Linked DNA regions of Mus musculus: region 2 is linked to region 1. A link is a contact called in public ChIA-PET data. All regions are on one chromosome and are shown on one strand. The core of a region is the stretch at or near the end of the contact, and the rest is flanking DNA. Distances in the headings are between cores, read along the strand shown.

Region 1 (3,083 bases), core at 72-2,571:
AGTACACTGTCACTTTCTTCAAATACATCAGAAGAGGCTATTGGATCCATTACAGATGTTGTGAGCCACCATGTGGTTGTTGGGAATTGAACTCGGGACCTTTGGGAGAGCAATCAGTGCTCTTAACCTCTGAACCATCTCTCCAGTCCTATAATTTTCTGTACTTTTTCTTTGGCTCTTTTTCTCTTGGTAATTTGTTCGTTTTATTCTATCCCAGTTTGATTAGATATTATATCATATTATATTCTATGCCCATTTCTACTCTATTGAGACAGGGAAAGAAATGGTGTAGATTTGGGTTGGGTGGAGAGTTGGAGAAGATCTGGGAGAAGTTCAGGAAGGGAAAACCAAATTCAGAATATAAAAAAAAAATCTATTTTCGATTTTTAAAAGCCATTTATTTTATTTTTAATAAGGTGTGTGTGTATGGATCTGCTGTGGTCTGTCCTCACGAGTACAGGTGCCTGGGAGGCCAGATTTATTTCATCCCCAGGAGCTGGAGTTGAAAGCAATGGTGAACTACCTGATATGTGTTATGGGAAGCAAGCTGAGATCCTCTGCAAGAGCAGTATGAACTCTTAACTGCTGGGCCATCTCTCCAGGATTTAATCAAATAATTTTAACATTTGTGCAAAAAAAAAAAAATGTTTACTTAAACTGACTTGGGGTTTTTACATAACTAATCCCACAGTCATATGGATTTTATATATTGCAAAACCATTTATGCAAATTGACTTAGTATGCAAAGTAACTAATACTGGGAACAAATTCTGCAATACACAGTTACTATAAATGAAGAGAACCCACCCTTTGTAGCATTTAGCTGCCATGTGTCCATTCGACACAGCCCAGGTAAGTCCCAATAAATCAGAGAATCAACCTGTGGAAACTCATTTTAATGTTATAAACTTCATGATGTCATTGTCATGACATGGATCCGCTTAAACAAGTTAGGGTGAGCTGACTCATTCAGTCATTAGTGGTTCACCATCACACTTCCTCGGTGAGTTTGGCAGTCAGCAGGCCCTAGCTCGTACCTGCGCCTTATTCAGTATCATTATTCATTATTTGAATAAATCTACAATCTGTGCTCCTGGCAGTCCAGGTCTAAACGTATCTCTTCTTCCCTCATTCGTCTTTCTATCTCGCCATCTCTTATGACACAGGATATTACTCACTTATATACAGAAGTAGATAGTCATCAAAAGGCTCAATCCATTGCCTTGTATTATAGATTTCACAAATGTACAACACAGGAATGGCCACACCCATCAAAGAGTTTAGCTGCACTAAGACAGCCAGATATTCATGCCAGTGACCTATTGTTAGGATTAAAACAAGAATACATGAACTCGTTGCAGAAACAGGAAGCAAACACTCTGTTCTGTTGGACTAGAAGTGAGCATTGATCTAAATTGTGCAACTCACCACTGTGTTCCAGTCAGTCCTAGCACAAGCTCTGCAGTAAGTAAATCAAGCACTCCATAGATATGAAGAATATGGCTGTGAGTATGGCCGGAAGTAATCATTAGGGATGCTCACGGAGATGACTAGGGATTGAAGGATTGAAGGGAATTGAATGACAGAAGGCAAGTGGCACCTTTTCAGAGAGAATGATACAGAAATAGATGGTCTTTGTGGAGATGAAAGTAGGGTTTGAATGCAAAATCAATGTTGAAATTGATTCTTAAAAAGGTTATGTCATCTCAGTACATGACTTATACACTGTTGAGGAGTCGGAGTCTGATTCTAACATTTGTTAGCTTTGGCAGTGGAAACAAGAGGTTCAAAGTTCTAGGAGAGTTGCAAAGCCCTCTCCTGAGAATGAACAGAAAACCTTTCCTAATCATATGTTAGGGTTTATCAACTCCAGGTGTTTGTAAGAATCTTGTTTGTTTGTTTGTTTGTTTGTTGAGCAGGATTTCTCTGAGAAGCCTTGGATGTCCTGGAATTCTATCTGTAGACCAGGCTGGTCTTGGATTCATAGACATCCAACTGCCTCTGCCTCCTGAGTGCTGGCATTAAAGGTGTGACCCACCACCTCTTTAAGTGCCCTAGAAACCGGCAGGCCACTCCAACCAAGTTAGCAGGTAGCCTAACTGTGACCCTTCTCCTCTCCCTCTTCCCCTCTAAATCCAATTGCTTGTCTTAGCCCTAACTCTGTAGCAGACCATCTACTGTGGTCTCCCCCTCCTCTCTGTCCCTAACTTCAGTAGATCATGTAGCTCTTCTCCAGATTTCCACCCCACCCATCCCCCACCCATTCATTCAATACCCAACTCCAGCAGGCATCCCCTGGGAATTCCCCAGGCAAGCTTGCCAGAGAAGCAGCTAGGCCTGCAAAGCAGGTAGGTGAGCTTCAAATCTTTACTTCCTCCCCTCCAAATCCATCTCCACAGCATTATCCTAGCTCTGAAGCAGGCTACCTACCGTGGCCTCTCCTCACTCTCTGCCCCCATTCCAGGGAACTAAGCAGGTTCTGATAGCACACCCTGCCTTCCATCCTCCTGTGGACCTTCTTAGCAACCTCCACTACAGCCCATCCATATTTCAGCTCCAAATACCTAGGAACACATTTTTCCTGCAACCTCTAGGTGGCACATCTAGAAAATTGTGAGGACTCCCTAGGAGCTGACACACAGCCACTATATCTTCCTAAAAACCAGAATGGGCAACAGAAACCGAGGAGCAAAACACTCACCCAATAAGTATAAGAATTACGATCACTCCAAACCTAGAAGTACAATCATTCCAAAACAAGATATCAAGACCCCAGGCTAAAACAAGAGAAAACAAAACAAAAACAAAGAAAAAATAATAATAGCCAGGACAATATATGTCCACTAGAGCCCAGCAACTGCACAAGAGAAGGCCCTAAGAATTGAAACATAGCTGAAGCACAAGACAAAGAACTTAAAATTGCCCTTATGAATATGATAGCTATTCTTAAAAAATCAATAAGAAAAATTCTAAAAAAGAAATCTATGAAGGGACTGGAGAGATAGCTCAGTGGTTAAGAGGACTTACTCCTTTTCCAAGGAGTCTTGAGTTCAATTCCCAGTAACCACATGGTAGCTTGCAAC
Region 2 (2,990 bases), core at 480-2,979, 290 kb before region 1:
TTCATGTGCTCAGCACTGTTGACAGTTTTAAATATCAAAATTTCAAATAGTAACTGAGAAAAGTGGGTTAAATCTCTGGTACCTGTAACTTCAGGCTAACAGTTGAGATGCTCTGAAATTGGAATTGCCTCATAAAATCTGAACTTTCTACCATACCGACTGGCCTAATGTGTAAATAATTGCCATACTCGATGGAAATGGGCATATGGGACAAAAGAAATATGTAAGTTTTATTTCTGAGGCTAAGGACCTTGCAAATTAGGAAAAAAAAAAAACCAGCAGAACATTGATCTAAGAAAGTCACAGAATAATGAGCATGATAATATTAAAACTCAAACAGCATCATCTTGAGACTTAATTTCATAAAACTTAAGTGTATTGCCTATGTTAGAATAACAAGGAAACAGTGCTGTCATTAAGAAACACATGGCTGAAGAGCAAGTTTATGGTTCTTCTCTGAGAATATAGGTTGTTTCTACCACCCCAGGATTCCCTAATTCCTCTCACTTTTCTGATGTCCTTCATCATATTAAGTCAAGGTAGGCCTGAGAGTCCCAATCATTACAATTTACCCTATCACTTCATTTTGTCTTAATATTCACAATTCATTTTAAGAAATTTCTTCCTTGGTAATTTTCATTTGTTTTTAGTTTGATGGTAGCCACTCTTCCTAGGGCCTTCCTGAATGGCAGGTTCTAAGTGTATACAGATATAAAACTTCTTATTTATTCCTCACTTTTTTATAACATTATTAAATAAAAACTACTAGTATTCTTTCTTTTTGTTATTTTTTTAACATATAAAAACTTGGGAGAAGACAACTTAATGTATGTAGTCTTCAATGTTCGCCCATTAATTCTGAAGCATTTTACTGCTAAACTCCTATTCTTCAGCTTTAAAAAAAATTCTATTAATTATTTTATACATGCAAAACTTATTCACAGGATTTTAGAAGGATTGAAGACACTGTTCCCTATTTCCATTGAGAGTTGTACCCTGGTTTGCTCAATATATTAGGATGGCTTCCCCTCTGCCCTTCCTTTTGTCTTTTATTAGTTCAGTTGCAACAGTGACCTGGCTAAAATTGGCAAGTACTCTTGAATTCTTGGGGCAGACTCTTGGTTAGCTGCTGGGATCCTGACACAGGCAGCTGCTGGCTTCAGTGTTACTGTGGACAGATGTGATCAATCATGAGCAAAGCTCAGTCCCCAGTTCACAGAGCAGGACCTGGAGGTGGATGCTTGACAGGGATTGTGGTACGGTTTTAGATACTATTCACTAGAACATTGTTCCCCATCTAATCGTGTAACCCTGCAGTTGTCTCTGTTTAAGATGCTAGTAAGATATTGATATTATTATCAATATCTTTAGTGAAGAAAAGCAATAAGAGATCAACAAGACTTTGCTTTATCCAAGGATTTTGTCATTACAGGTCATTGGGTACCATGTGAAGACAGTGTTGCTGGGTAGTTCTGCTCTGATTACCTTGGCAAACACCAGCCACACTGCTCTGTCCTTTATCAGCACAGAGACTCTTACCTCCTATGTCCTTCCCAGTATACACTCAACATCTGCTTCTACATGTTGCTTTTTACTGGATGAAAATCAGGACCAGAGATTGCTAAGGGATCTGTGACATTCCATAGATAAAAGGGCCAGGTTTTACACACATCGTGACACTCCATGGCCTTTGACCCTCTGGCTTGTTTGACTGTCAGAGTGCCCTTGATCCCTGGGCATTTTGCCAGTGTGGTTATTATACATGACTGGCCTATTGAGCTAGGAAACATTCATCTATGCTTCTGTCTCCTTGATGTGTCAGTGCGGTTTCTCTATTTGCCTTGCCTTGGTGTCTTACATATTTCTCTCTGATATTTTGATCTATGAGGACTTGCCTTTGATTAAGGGTTCTGCTCCTTAACTGTTCGCTTTTACTTCCTCTATGAGAAGATTAGAGGTACCTCGGGTGACCCGACCTCTCTGGCATATTCAATCTGAGCTTTCTTTGATAGATGACCTAATAAGCCTTTTCTATGTCTAATTTCACTGGTTTTGTAAGACTGAATTATTTCTTTCTGTCGCCCTTCCTCCCCTGTGACTCCCATATGTTGCCTAGGTTTTCATAATTAAATAGAATAGACTGTTTAGAACTTCATCTTGAAAACATATGTTGTTTCACATGAAAAGACAAAAAAGTGTAGTTTTATATATCAAAAACATAATTTATAAAGAAGAAATCAAGGAAATGTAAAACTAGCTCAAGGAAAAACTTACTTAAAACTTGGACTGAAAGATCATGGAGGTACATTTCTAAGTGGCAAGGACATATTCTATAAATGGAACGAACCTCAAGGTGAAACACATCTGGTGGACATGTTATCAGTCTCCATATTCTTGGAAGGTATGTGCTCACAACTGATAGCATGGCATAACTCATTTAAAAGTCGAGTTCTTATAGATCTAATTTGCATGTCCTTATAAATTTTAAATGTTGTCATATTTTAGGTAAACCTCAGAAATGTAATATTACAATCCAGAAATGAGACATGGGATCCAAAGCAAAAGAAACCAGGAAGACCATTACCTTGCTATCAATAATAACCTGAATGAAGTGTGATAAATTCTAACTTTCAGCAGCACCCCATTTCTTTTTATAAATAGGGGAGGGGACTAGGAGCATTCCTTTCAGTTATATTGCTTCTGTTAGAGGCAAATTACAGAAATGGTTCAAGATGCCTTGAATCAGGATGGCCTGCCACTGTAAAATCCAACCCCAAACAAACAAGATCTGATGTTCCATTAGAGATTTATGATTTCAGACATAACAATTCTGTAAAGTCATTCCAAAGATGGTGTCTCCTGTTCTTCAGTTTAGGCACATTCCAAAGCTATTCTTCACTGTAATAGTGAAGTTGTAACATTTGACATCTTTATGTAGAGGACTTAATTTAACCAATACAGTTTTCATTGAATTCAAGCTGTTGATGTTA

What was found. ChIA-PET counts read pairs in DNA pulled down with a chosen protein or histone mark.
Region 2: a contact with region 1 is called in an REV-ERBa ChIA-PET map of liver, with 6 times the contacts expected there. The contact joins two enhancer-like sites. A contact is called at or near these places in 2 of 15 datasets of contacts at CTCF or cohesin (the NIH/3T3 cell line and large pre-B cells), 6 of 484 Hi-C or Micro-C datasets (B cells, bone marrow-derived macrophages, epidermal suprabasal cells and 2 more) and 2 of 115 datasets of contacts at active chromatin or transcription factors (liver and pancreatic cancer cells).

What each region holds. Positions count from the first base shown.
Region 1 is chr15:53,385,214-53,388,296 of GRCm38.p6, reverse strand. No RefSeq gene overlaps it. Among named protein-coding and RNA genes, the nearest start is that of Ext1, 41 kb to the right of the region's middle. Within about 2 kb of position 1,321, at least 11 of the 459 cell types and tissues checked have an H3K27ac peak or open chromatin away from gene starts, as enhancers often do. A contact at or near this core is called in liver, where this site is marked.
Region 2 is chr15:53,679,015-53,682,004 of GRCm38.p6, reverse strand. The region is part of intron 3 of Samd12 (sterile alpha motif domain containing 12); the gene reads left to right. Among named protein-coding and RNA genes, the nearest start is that of Mir28c, 66 kb to the right of the region's middle. Within about 2 kb of position 1,729, at least 12 of the 459 cell types and tissues checked have an H3K27ac peak or open chromatin away from gene starts, as enhancers often do. A contact at or near this core is called in liver, where this site is marked.